Regions from separate parts of the Lactuca sativa genome. Here region 1 is linked to region 2. A link is a contact called in public Hi-C data. All regions are on one chromosome and are shown on one strand. The core of a region is the stretch at or near the end of the contact, and the rest is flanking DNA. Distances in the headings are between cores, read along the strand shown. Region 1 holds the start of LOC111907745. Region 2 holds the start of LOC111907748.

Region 1 (3,541 bases), core at 511-3,010, 160 kb after region 2:
CAAGAAGATATTATAAACAAAACCAAGGGATGAAAAAGATAGGATTAAGGATAAATAATGAGACATAACACCATATTCATAAACAAAGATCCGTTTATTTTGAGAAAATTAATGATTTGATCTTATGACCTGCTCAACAGGTCAAAAAGGACTAAAGTTAGTAAATTAACTGGTTTCTTGAGTTTTTCTATTTAAAAAGTCAAATAATCATAACTTTTCTATTCATAAAAATAATTTAAGATTTTATCAAAAAATTTATCAAAATAATGAGATTTTACTATAGAAAAACCAATAATTATATTTTCCATCTTCTAATAAAATAAAGGGAAATGACTTGCGAGGGTAATTACCTTTTCGTCTTGTTCACGTTTAGGCAACTTCAATTTTTTTGTACACATTTAACCATTTAACTTGTTCACATATTACTATTGTCACCTGATAATAGGTGACAATAGTAATATGTGAACATATTTAACAAATTAAATGATCAAATGTGTACAAAAAAAGAAAGTTGTCTAAATATGAACTTTTCTTTTACAAATTTCTTAAGATTTTTTTTATAATTTCTTACAATATTTTTATGATATTTTTTTCTTATAGGTTTTTCTAATACAATGTTTTAAACTTTGCTTATAATTTATTTTTTATTTTTTTATACGTTTATATAATTTTAATACAAGTGCTTTTAAACGAAATATTTTATAAATGTTTTAAAATTTTCTAACAAATTTTTAACTTTTTTTATAACTTTCATACATTTATTTGTAAATTTCATGTTACAATATTTTTAAAGTGTTTCACAGATTTTGTATTACAATTTAATATTTTTTATAATATTTTAAAATACTTTCATTGAACTTTCATACATTTATTTGTAAATTTTCTGTTACAATATTTTCAAAGTGTTTCAAAGTGTAAATTTCCCATCCTTGACCGATTCGAAGATCGCAGGAGTGTTTTATAGATTTTGTATGACAATTTAATATTTTTTTATAATATTTTAAAATACTTTCGTTAAATACCATTTTAAACGGTTGTATTAAAAAATTGAAAGTTTATAAACTTCTAATTAAAAAGTATTAAAAAGTTATGATCATTTTAAAACATTTACATTATATAGATTTTTGTTTTTTATTTGTTAAGTAATATTTTTTTTATTCTTTTTAAAGATCCTTCATAGTTATTGTTACATATTTAATTTATTTAATTTTATTGTTAGATATTATTTACTTTAAAAATATTGTATATAATAAGAGACTATATTAAATATTCCACAAAACAAAACCATATTTTTAATTAAAAAGTAAAGTTTAGAATTATCAATATTTAATTAATATTTAGGAAATTATGCATATTTTAAAAATAACGTTTAAAAAAAATAATACAAACAAATATGAAAAATAAAATCACTATTAAAAATGAGAAAAATGAATTATCAGGTTAATTAACTTTTTATTTTTATCATATTTAGACAATTTTTTTTTATATATTTAACCATTTAATTTGTTAATTTGTTTATATATTACCATTATTATCTGTTATAACATGTGACAATAACGATACGTAAACACATATAACAAATTAAATGGTTAACCGTGTGAAAAGAAAATAAAAAAGTTACGAACAAAACAACAAGTTTGGTTGGTAATTCATTTTCTCTAAAATTTTTATATTTTCCTGCTTCTAATAAAATAAAAATAAAATGTGATTGGTTACAAAACTCGATTAACCCATCATAAAATTGGCATAGGTAAACAAACTTGTGACGCCCAAACCTGGGGAATTGGTGTACCGCCTACAAACCGTATAAAAATGAGAGGAACAGCGCTCATCTTCTTTGTTCTTCTTATCTTGAAGAATCCACTGTTTATCGAACTCTAAACAGAAATCATCCACTTAGAATGCGCATCCTTTCGAGGCCACCGTGCCTCTCATCATATTCTGCTCCTTCTCGATCTCAATCACTCGCCAGACACAACTTCCATTTCTCAATTTCAACTTATTCTACTTCTACATCATGTTCATCATCATCGTCTTCCTTTAGTTTCTTTAGCTTTAGACCCTTCAATAAGCGGTTTCATTTCATTAACCCACCTCGTTCTTCCCTCAAACAAACCAAAAAACAGCAACGAACCCTTCAAACTAATGCCCCACCACCACAAAGCAGCATCAGAAGACTCTTGAACTTGAACGATAATCCTAAAGACGATGGTGGTGGCGGAAATGATGATGATGATGATGATGATGATCAGAACGAGACTGCGATTAAGGGGACAATTTTAGCTGGTTTGTTGCTGGTGGGTGTTGTTGGTGGGTTTGGTACTGTTGGGTACATCTATAGAGACCAGATCAATGCTTTTCTGATTCAGTTTTCTAGCTTCATTGAAGGTACACCAGTATTTCCAAACAAATTCCCAGTTCGATTATTGCTTTAAGTGCTCTTAAGAGTTTTGAGCTTGATGGAAATTGGATGATGTTGAATCGAAACTAGAGAATACAACATAATAAACACATTTTTGGTTTCTCAAGAAGGAAGAAAGAAAGTAAGTACACAACATGGTAATAGAACAATGGAGGCAAAAACTAAAAAGGAAGCTCAAGTAATTTCCAAAAATTCTTTCCCATTTTTTATGACATCATAGCTGTTAGGCATCTCATAATCAATGGCACTAGAAAAATAACAAGAGAAAAAAGTAAGAAAATTCATCAATCTTTGTACCATTTCAGGTAGAAAGGATAAGCAAGTCCAACTAGATTCTGTAAGGCTAAAAGGATAGTTTATGCACAAAGAGTAAGGAAAACTTAGGTTTCATGTTTGAATGCATTATTAAAAATAGGCATTTTTGTATTTCCATAGTTGGACAAGAACAATATATATATATATATATATATATATATATATATATATATATATATATATATATATATATATATATATATATATATATTGATTAGTGTATGTTGAATTTAGCATCTCAGGAGAGATTGTATGAATCTTATGCATGTTGGTAATTATGTAGTTTGGTATTTGATGAATAAAACTGTTTAGGTTCCTTTGGGTTACATGGGGACATGATTAGACTGAAGAAGCTTTTATTTTTGATGATGGGATTGCAAAACAAGAAATTGATTTGACTTTTGAGATGTTACATTAATTCCAGTCCGAGTCCAATGCACACCAAACACAATACTAGTCATAAAACTTTATTTGCTTCATCTTCATGGAACGAAGCTTTAAAGAATAAAGATGTGTTTGTATATGTTGTATCTGATTGGCAAAAAAGCTATTTTATTTTAAAAGGAATTGAGCTTCATGTTTCTCTTATTCCTCCTCCAACAGGATATGGCCCTGCTGGATATGCACTTTTTGTTGCAGTTTATGCTGGCTTGGAGGTAAGTAGCTGCCTGCCTCTCCCTCTCTTGAATTCTGCTTAAAATCCTGCTTTTTTCATTTTCATTTTTGGTTTCCTTTTGATTTGATAGAGAGATAATCTGGTAAGCTATATGCGGGTGTTTCTGGTGGCTTTTTTTTTTTTTTTTT
Region 2 (3,539 bases), core at 127-2,626:
AGATTCGAGTGAAAGAGATTTAAACTCGAAAAAAATGAATATTGTGGCATGATGATAGTAGGGTGGTAGGTGTGATGTATTGATGTGAAGATATTGGTGGAAACTTGAGACAATTAACTTTTCAAAGATGGTGAATGTGGTTTGTATCAAAAGGGAAACAAAGATGAAGTAAACGAGTCCATTGAAGCTCATCACCATCTTCATGTATGATCATCATTTGGTAAAGGACTTAATGGTGATGATTTGAACTTAAAATGACTAAATGTTGATTTTTTTAACTTGAATGATCATTTAAGTCGAAAGTCTTTGAGGTAATGGGCAAAAACCAAGAGTAGGAGGTCATAAGGGAAAATGAGAACAATAATGAAAGTTCAACGACTTAATTGTCTTCATTTGAAATTATATGGCTAAATAATGACATTTTTATTACTTCAATCTTTCATTTAAGCCAAAATTCCTTTTTTAAACCTAAAAATTTAATGATATGATTGTTGCAAATGTTTGTTTGTTACCACATGCTAGAAGTGTTCGTTTGGATAAATTCGACACGATCCGATCCAATGAATCCAAATTGATTTAAGTTTTCAAAATAAGAATTTAAATAAACAAAACTAAATTCTTATCCGATCTGATCCAACCAAATTACCATTGAGTTGAATTGGTAAATAAAACAACTTTTTAGATGAGAAAAAGTAAAACTTTCAAAAAGCTAGAAAATCCTAGCTTTTTAGCTTTTTAACCATTTTACTCCTGAAAAAGCAGCTTTTCGTATCCAAACACTTTTTAAAACCAGCTTTTCTTAGTGAAATTATATTATATGCATAGTGTATAGAAATCTTTTTTTTTTATTTTATTTTTGCAAACCGCTTTTGATTTACAAAAAATTGAACTAGATCCAGATAGATATTGGTTGACACGGGCATATAAGTCATGTTATTCTGTTAAATAACAAACCTTTAGTTTTTCATTTGAAAATTCGTGCGCTTGGGAGTCCCTGATAATTAAATAAACCAAGATTTTACCATGACTGCAATTTTAGAGAGACGCGAAAGCGAAAGCCTATGAGGTCACTTCTGTAACTAGATAACCAACACTGAAAACCGTCTTTACATTGGATGGTTTGGTGTTTTGATGATCCCTACCTTATTGACCGCAACTTCTGTATTTATTATTGCCTTCATTGCTGCTTCTCCAGTGGATATTGATGGTATTAGTGAACATGTTTCTGGATCTACAAGCTAATAAACCACTTTTCTTAAAAATCACTTATATATATATATATATATATATATATATATATATATATATATATATATATATATATATATATATATATATATATATATATATATAAAGCTAACCCAAATAGTTTAGGATTAGGGTTTTATGTATTATCACCAAAACCTACATTTTCAAAGTTTTTGGGTCAAGCAAAGCGAGTATTACAGGTTGAGTTGCATTTCAGTCTCTCCCTGGGGTTGCGGCGTCTACAAAATTCGGAGAGATGGGTTTTTCGAAAGGGCAACTTTTTGAACGCTTACAGGTTCGATTTTTCTTAACAAAATGCGTAATCTTCTGGATTCATCAACCTCGTCGTCCAATTCTAATTTTACTATCGATTGATAGAGTTTCGAATAAATTTGGGTTTAAAATCCCAGGTTGAAGCAATGAAAAAGCAACAGCCATTATTAATCTGCCAAAAAAGTAGTGCAAGATCAAACAACTTAAGGTTCTATCTTCACGGTCATATATGTTTGCACTTTATATTATGCTTCATTAGTGTGTTCTTGTTGGAGTCTCATGAGTGAGAGCTTAGCTTACTCGTTTATTGCCTCAAACTTCGTAGCTAGTATTAGTAGAAATCGACTACTGTTGGGCGTGAGCTAGTAACAAGACCTATATCCATTTTCCATGTGATAATCTTTCCCTTAATACAATGTAATTATTTTTCTTCTTCTATTATTATTAAGTTTTGTCCTGATAAATGAGGTTTTGTTTCCCACTGAGTGTGATCATGGCCTGACTATTTAACATTTGTAACTAGTTTTAAGTATGCTTGTTGGTGGATCTTATCAGTTGTTATATATTCTTTAAGCAATAACATATCCATTGTATGTATCAGGCTCAACAGATAAAATTTTCGCAGTATGAGCATCCTGTAGTGATGACTGTTGAAGCCCAGGTAACTAAATCTAATGCAATACAAAGGTTGCGTTTTTTACATGAGACATAACTGAACTGGACAAAGCTTTCTGGGGATATTTTCAATGGGCATTAACGTCTTTTGCATTTTCTGGGTAGATAATAGGACAAAATATTACAATTTTTGCCTACAATACATGCCAAACGCACTGCAAAAGCATGTTCTCTGTAACAAAATATTGCAATTTTCTTTAATTTGTTTTGTTTTGTTTGTCTATCTCTTGTATAAGGCCAAGTATGTTGGACATATGAAAGGTGGATTGAGTAAAAACTTATTCCTAAAGGTATTATCTTCAAATATTTTGGTTTTGGATTGCCATATAGTATCATTTTGTGTTCTATCTAATTAATGCATATGTATATATTTTACTTTTGATATATAGGATAAGAAGCACAGATTTTATATTGTTTCAGCCTTGGCTGATACCACAGTAGACCTAAAAGGTTAGTTTGCTCTGACATTTGGTTGCTTTCTTATCCTTGTTGTTTTGGACACCATACTAATTATGTTACTTCCTCTGTCCCATGAAAAGTGTACTACTCTTATTATTGGTTAAAATTAAATGCAACAAGAAACAAGTCGACTACTTCTTCCATTGATTTGTTTAAGAGTATAGCATCCTACTTTCATTTCTTCATATTGTAATTTGAAAAGTCTACTAAATGCCATCTGAATACAAAGCAATTTTCACTGATATTTTTTCAACTATGATATCCTAGTAAGAAAGTTTTCAAAGTACAGTGCTATAATAAGGAAAAAAATGGATGTAGAATCTTATAATACAATGAAATGAAAGTACACAAATAAATGAAAGGATGTTGCTATTTCTTGCATTTAGTTCTATTAATATACCACTAGTCAAAGCACCCTTCTGTCTTGAAAGCATATTCACAAAACGAAATTTGAATTTAAGATTAAGTAAATGTTGTGGACCAAAAAGAATAACATGAGTGCTGTTTAGGGATAGAGGGAGATACAGTTTTATATTATTTATTGCAAAAGTCATTAATATAATACTTTGTATTTTTTTTTCTGGATTTTTATAACACTCATTGTGGCTTTGAAGCTGAGCAGTTCTATCTCAAAGGCTTGGGCTTGGAAAAGGAGGGGTGAGAATGGCACCTGAAGAAGCAGTTGGAGAAATACTTCAGGTTCCTAAATGCATTTTAACTCTGTAGATGATTTTTTTTTTTACTTAATGTAATCTATATGTGAGTGTTTTTTTGACTTGATGCAGAAATAATTATATGATAGAGAAATTTAGGAAAAGGAAGCTTACACTTTATAAGTCCTAACATTTTACAAACCTGGCTTCATTTATATGTTCCTTCCATCT

Evidence for each region. A called contact is a pair of places that touch in the nucleus more often than the background predicts.
Region 1: a Hi-C map of leaf shows a contact between it and region 2, with 5 times the contacts expected there. The contact joins the promoter of LOC111907745 here to the promoter of LOC111907748 in region 2.

The regions. Positions count from the first base shown.
Region 1 is chr4:271,896,474-271,900,014 of Lsat_Salinas_v11, forward strand. It overlaps LOC111907745, which reads left to right and starts at 1,761. Exons shown (of 7, transcript XM_023903551.3): 1 at 1,761-2,388; 2 at 3,341-3,393. The coding sequence starts at 1,902.
Region 2 is chr4:271,733,814-271,737,352 of Lsat_Salinas_v11, forward strand. LOC111907748 reads left to right here and starts at 1,377. Exons shown (of 12, transcript XM_023903553.3): 1 at 1,377-1,543; 2 at 2,123-2,182; 3 at 2,433-2,486; 4 at 2,586-2,646; 5 at 3,278-3,354. The coding sequence starts at 1,505.